Linked DNA regions of Danio rerio: regions 1 and 2 are each linked to region 3. Evidence: chromatin contacts called from public Micro-C data. All regions are on one chromosome and are shown on one strand. The core of a region is the stretch at or near the end of the contact, and the rest is flanking DNA. Distances in the headings are between cores, read along the strand shown. Region 1 overlaps ppp1r12a (protein phosphatase 1, regulatory subunit 12A). Region 2 holds the start of acss3 (acyl-CoA synthetase short chain family member 3). Region 3 holds the start of rps16 (ribosomal protein S16).

The links. A called contact is a pair of places that touch in the nucleus more often than the background predicts.
Region 1: a Micro-C map of caudal fin shows a contact between it and region 3, with 7 times the contacts expected there. The contact joins the enhancer-like site here to the promoter of rps16 in region 3. A contact is called at or near these places in 9 of 18 Hi-C or Micro-C datasets (caudal fin, embryo, fibroblasts and 3 more) and 2 of 4 datasets of contacts at active chromatin or transcription factors (caudal fin and embryo).
Region 2: a Micro-C map of caudal fin shows a contact between it and region 3, with 5 times the contacts expected there. The contact joins the promoter of acss3 here to the promoter of rps16 in region 3. A contact is called at or near these places in 3 of 18 Hi-C or Micro-C datasets (caudal fin, hematopoietic stem cells and an unstated tissue).

The regions. Positions count from the first base shown.
Region 1 is chr4:22,111,110-22,115,785 of GRCz12tu, forward strand. It overlaps ppp1r12a (protein phosphatase 1, regulatory subunit 12A), which reads right to left. Exons shown (of 26, transcript NM_001003870.2): 12 at 3,948-4,064; 13 at 2,032-2,175. Among named protein-coding and RNA genes, the nearest start is that of pawr, 50 kb to the left of the region's middle. Within about 2 kb of position 2,147, at least 4 of the 62 cell types and tissues checked have an H3K27ac peak or open chromatin away from gene starts, as enhancers often do. A contact at or near this core is called in caudal fin, where this site is marked.
Region 2 is chr4:22,463,387-22,467,857 of GRCz12tu, forward strand. It overlaps acss3 (acyl-CoA synthetase short chain family member 3), which reads left to right and starts at 2,579. Exons shown (of 17, transcript XM_073947203.1): 1 at 2,579-3,115; 2 at 4,204-4,348. The coding sequence starts at 2,739.
Region 3 is chr4:22,248,473-22,252,905 of GRCz12tu, forward strand. rps16 (ribosomal protein S16) reads right to left here and starts at 2,687. Exons shown (of 6, transcript NM_001076732.2): 1 at 2,660-2,687; 2 at 2,519-2,570; 3 at 1,497-1,598. The coding sequence starts at 2,566. It also overlaps a transcript of myf6 not described here.

The sequences.
Region 1 (4,676 bases), core at 897-3,396, 140 kb before region 3:
TAGATTCCATTACGATTGTCTGTTATGAAATAAACTTACGTTTTGCTGGATCAGAGAGGGGTCTGGATGTAGACCTGGTGCAGTGCAATCTGAGCTGCATCCAATGGATTTTAATGTGCTCACCTAACCCCACACACCTATCCCTACCCCTCACAGTGACCTTAACAGCTCCATTGAGTGCATTGTGTCTTACATGGCATCTCTAAGATATGCAATCTCAGCTTGCATCCAGATACTATTGCCAAACTCTCTTATTGACCTTGGTAAACCCGCGCTACAGTTGTTCAAGTTTACTTCAGTCACAGCAGGCAGTCGTTTACTGTTTGTGTTCAGTTCACCTGCTGAATTATGCATGTGCAGTATTATCAATTCACTGGTTCTCAAATCTGATTTCTGTGTACTGTTCAAATAACTGAATAATCCAGAGAAACTGGTTTATTTTGAGTCAGAGTGGGGTATCCGGGATGTTAAAAAGTAAGCAGTTAGTAAATAAGTGCTTACTGGAAAGGCAAATTGTTTTAAATGATTCAGTTCAATTTAGTGAAATAGTTTCACCGGTTCTCTTAGAGCAGGGATGTCCAAACTCGGTCCTGGATGGCAGGTGTCCTGCAGATTTTAGCTCCAATTTGCATCAACACACCTGCAAGGTTGTTTCTAGAAAGCTTAGAAAGAGCTTGATTAGCTAGCCCAGGTGTGTCTGAATGGGGTTGGAACTAAACTTAGCAGGACACCGGCCCTTCAGGACTGAGTTTGGACACCCCTGACTTAGAAGATCTGATTAGAAAGAATGATTTGTTTGTTATTAGGCAGAAATAAAACCCTTTATTGGGCACAAATGTGTTAAAATTAATACTTTTAAGTCTCTCCCATGGTCATATTTAATGCTTTCACTGTGCTGCTGTCATGTCCACTTGTTGTTTTTGTCACGGGAGGACTGGAGGAGAACAGGCAGGTCTGGCCAATGACATAAAGATTACAGAATCTGGGGTGTCGCACAGGTCAACACCAAGCAGCGAGAAGCAAATAAATTTATTTCTAAAAGGCTTACATAAGGCTTATGTATTAAATGTATTTACAAAGATGAAAACGAAAGACATTTTGCTATAATCTTAGTTAGCTTCAGTTGGTTTTGTATATACACAATACAGTTTCAGTTAGATCTAGTTTTTTTTGTTTTAAACTCATTTTTATTTTTATTTCAGTTAACAAAAATGTTTTTAAATTTTAGTTTTTGTTTTTTCGCTCATTTTCGTTAACTGTAATAACCTTAAACAAAAACAAAGCAAAAATAGAGCCAAACTAACAAAAACAAAACCAAACACAATCAAAAAAACAAATGAAACATAGCAAAATAAAGAAATATATCCAAACCTAACAAAAAACTAAATGAAGAAACAACAACAAAGCATCAACAACAAAAAACAAACCAACTCAAACTAAGGGAAACAAACTGCACAATAAATAGATAACAATAACAAAAAAGTAAACTAAAATCAAATGTAAAAAAGAAGAACAAAAAAAAAGAAAATATATATGTATATAAAGAAGAAACAGCAACATCTATAAAACATAAAATTGAATAAAAAAAATTATATTCTTTTGGCAAAGTCCGCCAGTGCCAGCACAATAAATAACACAAATACAACAACAACAAAAACACTATAAACTGAAATCAAACTCAACTCCCCCAAAAGAGAGAGAGAGAAAGAAACATCTATAAAACACAGCTAAATGAACATTAAATAATAGAGCTGGGCAATATATCTATTATTTTTATTTCTTTTTATTATTATTATTTAACTGAAGGAATATTTTGACGCAATTAAATAAATGCAGTCAGGTCAAAACTTGTATGTATATAATACACTGTGATTTTTATAGAACATTTTAATAAAATATCGGCTATAGAATTATTGGCCAGTACTATTACAATGTCCAGTGTAAAACTACACAGCCTACAGACAGTAACAATGGCAGCTGTGAGGGAACACAGAGACAGATGAAGGAGGTGGCGTGTGCTCGGGCTGGTACCTGCGGTGAATGCTGTAAGACTGGTAGTAGGAGGAAGGCTGCCAGGCTTTAGAGTTGTTAGGCTCCAGGCTGGAGGCGGAGGAGGATTTGGCGGGCAGGTCGCGAGAGCTAGACGTGCGGCCTAACGCTAGCGTGTGTGACGTACTGCCGTGTGGATGTGGCAGGGTGAAAGAGGTGAGTTAGCAGGGAGCCAACAAACAAACACACATTAAAACTTGAACACACAGAGACAAACGTTACATGGTGTCTGAAGCACTGACTGGCTTGTGTGGGGCTAGGTTTCTTATAGAGGCATAGATTGGGATATGAATAGTCAAATAGCATCAAATAACATCATATATGGAGATGAAAGTGAAAAGCTGGTTGTAATCTAGAAAGCATTAGCAGGTTTATGTAATAAAGGTCTAGCACTTCAGCATGCTTCTTTTGTTATTAGAGTCTGAAACCAAACCAGGCGGCAAAAGTGCATTCATGCACATTCAGAGTTTCATAATGGAACAAAAGCTCATGGCTCATTCTGATGGTAATGAGTGCTTTTTCATCTTTTAATAGAGTTTTTAAACTAGTCATTTGGGAGAATTGTGATTGTTTTTATGTATGATTTTTACAATCATCAAATTTAGCATGCAAACTCAAATTATTGATGTTTTCCGTTAATGCATTAAATAAGATAACATCTTTATTTATTTTGTAATTTATATATATTTAAAACAGGTAAAAGGCTTTCTCAAAATTCCCAATAGAACAAAACATTCCTCACTGGGGTAGAAGTATTACATTGCATTAAAATATAAATTGAAAATATATATTAAATATACATTTAATGCAATATTTATTTATTTTTTAATTACAGTACTGTATAATTTCGCTTTATATTATAGCACAATTAAATAAAAAAAAATGAGGTCAGTAAGATGTCTTAATAAGGTTAATAAATAGATTTATTCTAAAATAGTATTTTTTTTTTCAATGTATATTACAATTTTATTTCTGTGTAGCTGAATGTTTAGAAGCCATTACACCAGTTTACAGAATCACATTGCAGTGATTGAGCGGATTTCAACTAATAATAATGTCGTAAGCAGTTAATACATTTGTCAAAACAGTGATGCATTATTTTTTTGTGGATTGTTTTTTTATATATATATATACACACACACAATCCGTAATGGTCCTCTTATTACTTAAATACTTTTAAAATATCACTTGTTTTTTTTCGCCCTTTTACTGGTATACAAGTCACACTTTACAAAACGTTTCATTAGTTAATGTATTTACTAACATGAACTACGTATAAACAATACTTGTGCAGCATTTACTAATCATTCTTCAACATTTACTAATGCATTATTAATATTCAAATTCATGCATGTTAACATTAGTTAATGCCCCATGAGTTAACAAATTAATAATGACCAACTGGATGTTCATCAACTAATGTTAACTCACATGAACAAATACTGTAATAAATGTATTGTTTATTATTTATGCAAGTAAATGCAAACTAATACAACCTTTTTTAAAGTGTTACCAGCATATATTAAAAATATATTTTGACCAAATACGTTAAATAGTGAATGATTTGGCATTTTAAAAAGTTTGAAACCTTGATTTTAGACAGTTACATGCATGTTAGAAAAATGATTATCATGCTCAAAAAACTGTATGAAGACAGGGAGTAGAGACAAATTCTACAGGTCTACTTGAGTTAGCTTTAAATTAGTTAAACATCAACCCTTACAATATTTATGAGACTGTTATGATGCTTTAGAATCACAATCAAACACAAATGCAAGCTGAGAGCAGGTGCTAAAAGTTTGTCAGTAAAAGGTGCTAGAAGCATCTGAGAAAGCAGCAGCAGTAGCAGAAGCATTGACTGACACACCAATAAAACCAACACCGAGTAAAACGCTAACCTGCGCTGATAGCTGGAGGTTCTGTTTGTTGAGGCCGTTCCATCGCTGTTCTTCAGGTCTTCTTCCCAGCGTCTCCTTGTGTACGAGCCGCTACGTACCAGACTAGCAGCCGAATCCCTGAGAAGCACATGCTACATAAAGTACCTCCAATACAGTAATGGTCTAACATATTAGTACACTTGTTAGTTTTTTTAAACAGCCTTCTTAAAGGAACACTAATATTACAACTTCCCTAGAGTTAAACAGTTGAGTTTTCCCATTTTTAAATTCATTCAGCCAATCTCTAGGTCTTGTTAGAGCCCTTTTAGCTTAGCTTAGCATAGACTATTGAATCAGATTAGACCATTAGCATCTTGCTCAAAATAAAAAAGATAATTTCCTTATTTAAAGCTTGACTATTCTGTAGTTTTATCACATACTAAACCAGACAGAAAATTAAAAGTTGCTATGTTCTAGGTCGATTTCAAGTCCTTGTCAAATAAATACATTAAAAAATGTAAATTTATTCCACTAACAAACTTAAAGGGATATTTCACTCTAAAAATGAAAATTCTGTCATTATTTACTAATCCAAACCCATTTAAGTTTCTTTCCTCTGTAAAAAAACAAACAAACAAAAAAAACTCTGAAGAATGTTAGAGGGCAGTTTAGACTATAGTGCTTTCCCCCCAACATTTTTCAGAATATCTTATTTCATGTTTAACAAATGAAATAATATCATAAAAGTTT
Region 2 (4,471 bases), core at 1,329-3,828, 210 kb after region 3:
GAGATGCTAAATCACACAATTGCAACAAACATTTTAATCTGGAGTAAAACAAGCTAGAAGAGAGTTCTTTATTATTACAGTCAAAACTGTACAGTACATCAGGCTTGTAATGGCTCATATGATTTATGATCTGATGGCCCATATGATCGAACTGCACAAATTGTATCAACTTAAATATATACATTTTTATTTGAATGTCACTTTAAGCTGTATAGAAGTGTCTTGATAAATATCTAGTCAAATATTTTAGTGTCATCATGGCAAAGATAAAATAAATCAGTTATTATGAGTTATTAAAACTATTATGTTTAAAAAATGTGCTAAACAGGGGGGTTCAAAATTCATTGGGGCTAATAATTCAGACTTAAACTGACTGAGAATATCTCCTCTGCATAACTGCAATTATATTCATTATACTTTGATGAATATTTTATTAATTGGTGTTTGTCTCGGGTGTTTTTGTTGTTCACTCTTGCCTTCAGCTTGCTTAGTGAGGTTTTAAGGCAAAGCTACTTTGGAACAATAATGCCGTATACAAAGAAATGTCAGTTTACTTTAAGCTCAAAGTACTCTGATGAGAAAAAACTAATTTCATTGCCTCTAAATTACCAACATGATCAGCACTACTCCAACACAATCTTCAAGATTGATAGTTTTTACGTTTTAATTAGCGTGAAAAGTATTTATTTGTGCCCTTTTACTGTGAAAAAAATACAGATTTGTATAAGTAAGCATAATAATACATTATAAATTGTTACTAATACACCAGCAAAGTGTTTTAATCATAAAATAAATAAATTAAATAGTAAAATTATTGAAATAAGAGCAAGAACTAATATCACCTGATATAAGTAGTCTGCTGTACTAATATAAATACTAATTATTGTCCATTATAAGCCATTAAAAATAAATGCAACCACACACAAACACACAAGGACTGTATGAGTATGTGTGTTCAACGCCAAGCCGGCCTTAATGGCTATTTTCATTTAGAGGTGTGTGTAGTTTTACAGTGTCTGATTTATTTTATGTGTTTAAGTACAATTCAAGTTTTGTTTCATTCTGTGAATTTCAAATTACATTTAATTGAATTAATTAAAGTAATTTAATTACAAATTTTAAAATCAAAATATGTAGAGTCATGTAGTGTATAATGTCATGCATTTTTTTGGCATAAATTAACAAAGAAGTAACATGTTTTTTACACATTTTTATATTCATTTATAGACTACGTCAATCTCAGTTTGAGCCTCTGAATATGAATATGAGTCATAATGAAATATGAAAGAAAAAATCTGATACATGTAAAAAAAAAAACAAGCAAGCAAACAAACAAACAAACAAACAAACAAACAAACAAACGTTTAGCTTTTTTTTTTCAAATAAAATATATATTTTTATTGGCTTTAGTTAAGGAGTTTTGTTAAACAACTCATTTGCTCATTGTGTGTTTTCTTTTAAAGTCTTTAAATTTGATATTAAGCCTTGAGCAGCAAATACTTATTAATTCATGGCACATATAATTCAATAAATATAACTCAATAATTCATTCATTCATTTATAGCACAATGAACCGCCAACTAATCCAGCATATGTTTTTACGCAGCCGATGCTCTTCCAGCTGCAACCCATCACTGGGAAACATCCATACACACTCATATACTACGGACAATTTAGCTTACCAGATTCACCTGTACAGCATGTCTTTGGACTTGTGGGGAAGACTGGAGCACCTGGAGGAAAACTCACATAAACATGGGGAGAACATGCAAACTCCACACAGAAATGTCAACTGTCCCAGCCGAGGCTCGAACCAGCGACCTTCTTTCTGTGAGGCGAGAGCACTATCTACTGCGCCACCACGAGGCCCTTCAATATTTCATATTAATCACATAAAATAACATCTGCACTGGACAAAATATTCAGCACAGCTTTGTGAGTTTAATTTAAACAAGAAAAAAAAAACTTTTTTATATGGAAAGCAAAAAATTTTACTTTCTCAAACATCAACATATTGTTACCTCACCAATTTTTATTTTCAATTAAATTAATAAGCAGACTGATTGCATCTCTTGAAAAGTAATGCTTCATTTAACGATCTACCCGACAGAACCTTGTAATTCCAAGCAGAAAATGACTTTTTTAGAATTAGAAGGTTCTGTTTGCCATGTTTATTTGATCCCAATTAGCAAATTAAAGAGAATTTTGATTATTTACATTTTGAGTACATGTAGGGTCTCTTTAATGTTAATGTATGAATAAGAATTATTACTCACATATTGTTTGCTATATGGAATGCAAAAAAAAAGAGCTTAATATCTTAAAATCATTTAGAATGCAGATAGAACCTTATAATTCCAAGGTTATGATTTGTTCTCACACACAGCTACTGTTCTATGCATATAAAATATGGCTTTCTTAATTTCTGGAGGTTCTTACCGGTAAAAAAAAAAAGTTTGAAAACTCCTAGTATAGGCTCTTTTCCCCAAAGCATTTACGCAGACTATAGCATTGCTTAACACAGTGTTTCATAAATCATGCAGGACACCTCAGAAAGCCCCAGCGTTACGTAACAATCACATTTAGTGGATTGCAGTATCTTGGAGTGGCCTCTGGCTGTGATCTGAAGTATTGAATTATTATTCGGCCATTTTTGACTGGAAAAACTTGGAGCATTCTTGTGTCAACAAACAGCGGAGCTCAAGCGACGCGACTCTGAATAGAAAACCTCGGAAAACATGCGACTTTTCCAAACTACGCGTTTAAAGCACATGTGCACTGCGTACGGAGTAAAGGAAAGCAGCAAAACAATGAGTGCTGTGGGTTCAAGATGTTTACTGGGTCTCAAGTTTTCATGCACAGGTGTGTACGGGCAGTGTTACCTGCCAAAAGTGAAGACAACTTTCTTGCGTGCGTGTGAGCAGCAAATCCATAACTGCAGCACGCACAGGACACATTTTGTTCGTGGGTTTTCATCAAAACATACATATGAAGACGCGTTTGGCCTGGCGCGTGATAAACCTGACACGTTCTGGAGTGAAGCGGCGCTTGGCATCACTTGGTTTGAACGCTGGACTAAAACTTTGGATAATACGGATTTAGTGTTTCCAAAGTGGTGAGTACAGACTAACTTAAGCATAACATATTGATTCTTTGCTTTAAACAGTAACAGAATGAAAGTAAACGCATGTGTGTTCAAGCGAGATAACAGTTTTAAAGGGATGTGTTCAGAATGACAACCTCAGTAAAACATTTTCTTTTATTGTTTGGGATAACAAAATGAACTGTTTAGTCCTTAACAATGCTGTTCGAACCCTAAAGCCTGTTTTAAAAACGCAATGCTTCTGGCGCGTGACGCATTGGGATGACGTATGCCATAATGCGTGTGTCTTTAGGCCAATCAAAAACAGCTAAGACGAACGCTTCCTGTGTGAACGCCCCTTTTGTGTAGTTTTCTCATTTCAGTCAGTAGCAAGTGGTAAACAAATAAATATTTACGTTTTTTTGTTTTAATTTAGTTCAGGTTTATGATGGCAGATTTTGTATGCTGTGGATTGACATGAGAATATAGTGTAACTTATACTAGTTAATTAGTAACTATAGAGCCTTTTCCTCAGTTGTGTTTTGCTTTTTTGGAGGGTGAAAATGTTATCACTATGAACAACAGCCAGGTTCCCAGGCCAGAAGGACTAATTTTCTTTATAGTTATTGATTTTTAACTGTTATTGATTTGTAACTTATGAACTTTTAATGAGAGATCTACTGTGAGCTTCGAGCCAAGGTTGTTAAATGATTTTATGTGCTTTTGTTGAATTTGTTCATTAATTCATTAGCTTAATTGCACTGACTTTCAATCATGTTTAATAACAAACTTTGTGCAGAAAATAGCTTTATAAATAATATCTTTATAAAATACATGTCTATAATGAATAACAGTGGCATTTCTTGTGAAAAATGTGGGAATTCTCATCAGCTTTCAAGAAGCTACATGAATACCATTATCCAGTCAACATTATTCTTATTTTGCAATAAACTTCATTCAAAAATAAGGAGCAGAACCTATAAAAAATGAACAGGTGCTTTAATTTAAATTAGTATTGGAAAATGACATTTTAAACCTTTTGTTTAGTCAATTTAAACTTTCAAAAAATGATATACATGGTATGACCATTTGCCTCAGCTATTCTTCTGTTTTCTTTTCAGGTTTGTTGGAGGAAAACTAAATGTGTGTTATAATGCTGTCGATCGGCATGTGGAGAATGGAAGAGGGGATCAAGCAGCTGTCATTTATGACAGTCCAGTTACCGGGACTAAACAGGTCATCACTTACAGAGAAGTGCAGGAGCAGGTAACTTATTTAATCTACAGTCACATTTGCAAACTTTTATATTATCTGTTGAGTAAAGATAACATGGATTTTAAGAGAAAAGAAAACTTCTATTCTCTCAGTTTCAAAAGTGAGATGCTGCTT
Region 3 (4,433 bases), core at 1,437-3,936:
CAGCTATACTAATTGGATCAAGGAGTTAAAATGCAGATAATTTTCCATAAATCTGACATTAATACTTTCATAAGCAATATCAAAGGCTGTGAAAGATGAAGCTTTTTCAAAGAACAAAAGCTTGATTTCAGTAGGGCTTTACACACTTGAAATAATTAATCCTAGGCTTAAATTGTGGGTTATCTTGCTTTACAACCCTTATAATTTACAACTTTTAAAAAAAAACATCTTTATCAAAGTTTCTTCTCTGTGTCAGTATATAGTGCACGTTCATGATAGCTGCATGCTCTTCATAAGCGTCACACTTGATAGCGCTGCTGATATATACCTCAGATACTTTGCGGGGACATCTGGGGTAAACATCTGTGCAGTGTTTGTAAACATCCAACCTATACTAAGGATGTCCAGATCTGATCATGTGATAGGAAATAGAGCCTGATCACGTAGTTTCAGACTCGATCGGAATCGGACAGTACCTCCCAATCAGAACTTTAATAAATACCTGTATGTGTGTGTGTATACACACACATATGTGTGTGTGTGTGTGTGTATATATATATATATATATATATATATATATATATATATATATATGAGAAGAAACCGTTTGATTAAACTTAATTTTGTTTTGTGCGCAGAAAATGATTATCTTAGCTTTATAAAATTCTGATTAAACCACTGAAAAAACATGGTGCGCTTTGGGAATGGCCAACAAAATATTTTTTAGTCTTTAAGGCCATTAAAGAAGTTTGAAATGACAGTACAGTGTTTTCAAAACTTGACACCACTGTGCAGAAATAAGTGGAATTTTAAATGCATCTCACTGCTTAAGTGTAATGCTAAACACAACTGCAGATGAGAGAGGACAACAGTTTCATGAACATGTAGCAAACAGCTTTCTTCACTAGAAGTGTCACATTGTTTTATACTTGCCACACACGACACTAAATGGAAACATGTTTAGAACTTTGTCAGATATGGCATGATGCTGATGAGCTTCTCGTCTTTTGCCAAGCTATTCTCATGTTGTGCTAGATGTTAACTCCTGTCTGACTATAAACAGTGAGAATATGAAGCACGCCAAGGTTCTAGAAAACAGTCATTGATTGCAAAATCATCTGACCAATGAAAATTCAAAGGTGTTTAGGACCAAAATGAACTCCTGTAAAAAGCTTGCTTAGGTGGACTGTTTCGAACTGCCAAAAATAACTAAAAAATAACTTGGTTGTGGCTGGAATTTATTAGAAAATGTCTTTTTTTTTTTTTTAATTTCGTTTAAGTAAACTTTATAGTATAATTTAGTCAGGACCATTGCTGTCTACGGAGGACGCGACTGCTCAGATTTTATCCCATGTATCCAAAATTTATGTTCTGAAGATAATTTTTTATTTTTTTTTGCATGGGTTTGAAACGATATGAGAATGGGTGATAATAGAATTGGCGATTTTGGGTGATCTAACCGCTCAAAAAGCACTCCATCTTTGTGACAAACATACCTTGTACTGCAGAGTGACGGGCTCAATCATCTCAAGGGGTCTTCCGTTGACTTTAATAAGCCCATTTCCCCTCTTGCAGTGGGCGACAGCAGTAGCTGTTTTCTGTTGACAGAAAAAAATGGATCAGCCAACACATTGTTAGATTTCAAAACCATAGAAAACAATCTATTTGTTAACCAAAAAATTACAGCCACTTTTTTTGAAAAAACAAAAAAAAAGAATACATTGTACAATTAAAGTATTTAATAACAGAAAAAGAAGAAAACTCAGATGTTATGACACCAGAGACTACAAATGAGCAGTATCAATATCTTCTATGGCCTCACTTTTTAATTAAGCATCTGAAAACACTTAATGCTAGGCACACTTATTATCTGTTCATGTATTGTTAAAAGTGCAATACATTTAGGTGTATGTCCACATTTAGCAGCATGGGGAATTACAAATGAGTTAAAAGCTAACGTTAATTAGAACTTTTAAATATACCTGTAACGTTAGAATTTGTTGCATTAAAACCATTCGTTCCATTATACCAAAATGACTATTTAAGAGCTAGCACATAGTTGATGACACTACAGAGGAAGCAAACTACTGCTAACATTACACACAAGTAACGATACAAGCTAACAGTTAGCAAGACATACAACACATCTATATTAACCAAATAAGCAAGTACAGAAAATATCTAGATAAAGTTCAAGGTCAATTTTTATTCTATAAATCTCTGGATGTAAGAATTTAACTGTCCCACGTGTCAAAAAACAGCAATTGTCAATACAAAACCCCATCACTTGCGATCTAGAGAATCATGGCCTATTATATACATTTACGCGGCGTAAAAGCACATAACCTTGTTTGTAGTTACTAAGGGTTATGTGCGTTTGTTCAGTTTATTTCTGAGCATGCACAAAACCACAGTGGTTTACAGTCGCATATTGCTGTTAGCATAGCCGGCTAACTTGAGTGCCTCATCAGCGCCGTGCGCGAGCACATGAGAAACATTGATGTCTGAATTTACTCACTTTACGTCCAAAAACCTGGACAGACTGTAGGGGACCTTTAGCCGGCATGATTCTGAAACAAAGACAGAATAGATAACGTTTACTTTGAGATGAAATTAATCTTTAATTGACTGCACTATGGAGAAGGACTTGCAGACGCACCTTTCAGATACCGAGCGCTGTTCGGAAAGGCCGCACAAGGGTTTCCTGAGCCCAGAAGCAGGGGCGCTGTCGTAAACACATGCTTTCGTGAAAAAGTATTTGCGACAGTTCTCACTTCAAAATTACAGTCCACAATTTGACAACAAACAACAACTTTTAATGTAAGTATTTAATAATACTTATGTTTCTTTGGCAAAATAAGGAAGCATAGCACGTCCATTGAATAGCTTAGATATCAAAACAAGGCCTACTATACTTATTTTAACAAATCATTATATTAAAGATAAGAAACAAAGGTTTTAAAATCTAGCTGGAAATCTTGTCTGAATTTGGGCTCAGCTTATGAGAGCTTAATGCTCTCTGAAGTCAGTAATATCCTAACATTTCACAAAATAAAAAAATTCTATAATTCAACACAATCAGTAACTCATAAAAAAATTTGATGTGTGCTTTTATATTATTTTTAAGGGGTCTTCAATTATTTTGAAAGTATTAATATACAAAAAATAATTAAATAATGTAATCAAATCAAAAGTAAGACTAAAATAAATAATCAAATATGTAATGATCTATAAATCAATAAACATACAAAATTATGAAAGGAATAAGCTTGAACATCAAATTGTAATTATAAAACTATTCATGCAAAATTATAATTTATTTAGGGTTCAAATAAATCAATAAATAAACCATTATAAAAATACTAATAAACATACCAAATGGATTAGAGTGCATTAAATAAAAAATACCTCAAAAGTTAATAAACGTGCAATTAAATTAATAAACAGTAGGCCTACTTTCCAGTAAAAAGTGTAATAAAAAAACTAATATATTAGTAATTTTTAGGTTTATTTGGATCCTTACAGAACCTCCCACCCGATGTAAATGCCTTTTACCATTCGCTCAAAACAGGATGGTCATGCTGGGTCCCACGTGCTACATGTGAAACATCATCACTAGATGGCGCTATATTACAAGAGTATACACCAGAGCACAAACACGAAGATCTTTTGAAATTTAGGTCATATTTTTCTGACTTTTTTTGACTAAGGTAAGAAATTGAAATGCATTATAGCAAGACAATGTAACTTTCATGTTCAGTTTGTCAGTCTCTTATTTTAACACGAGTACCTGACTGGTTGTTATTTTGAAAGTCATTTGTCGTTGTTGAGCGTAATTGTTACACATCGACATCTTACTTGTTTTTCCTCTACGTTTCTTAAAATACTGAGGCAAAAAGTACGTTAAATACAATATTCTTTTAAAAATAGCTTGAGTATTTACAATTATGTTGGTGTGTTAAATGTCACACAAAGGTAGGCCTACATCTTAATTGTTATTGAAGAACGTTAAGTTTATATATTTAAATTGCCCTAATTGGTGCTCTAATAAATTCACTGACTCGCTGTTCTTCGGCTTACTCCAATCTTTTATCATTGTTCTCAGTCAGACGAACCTCCAAACCTCAAATAACTATATACATTTAAAAATACATGACATCCAAGTTTCAGGGATACTGTTGCAGATTGTTATACATCCAGCAGTATATTTAATAATACATTAATAATTCAGTTTTTAAGTTAGCTGAAAAAAATATATTATGCTAAATAACTAAAATAACATCCTGGCACTTCACAAATTGCTTTTCTATTTTAACTAGATATATATTATTTTTTTAAATAGAAAGTTACAGGTTAACAGGATTTTTTTCACTCCATGATGATAACTTTCAAGTCATCTAGGGTTTCTGATTTTTGTTTATTCTCTTTGGTTG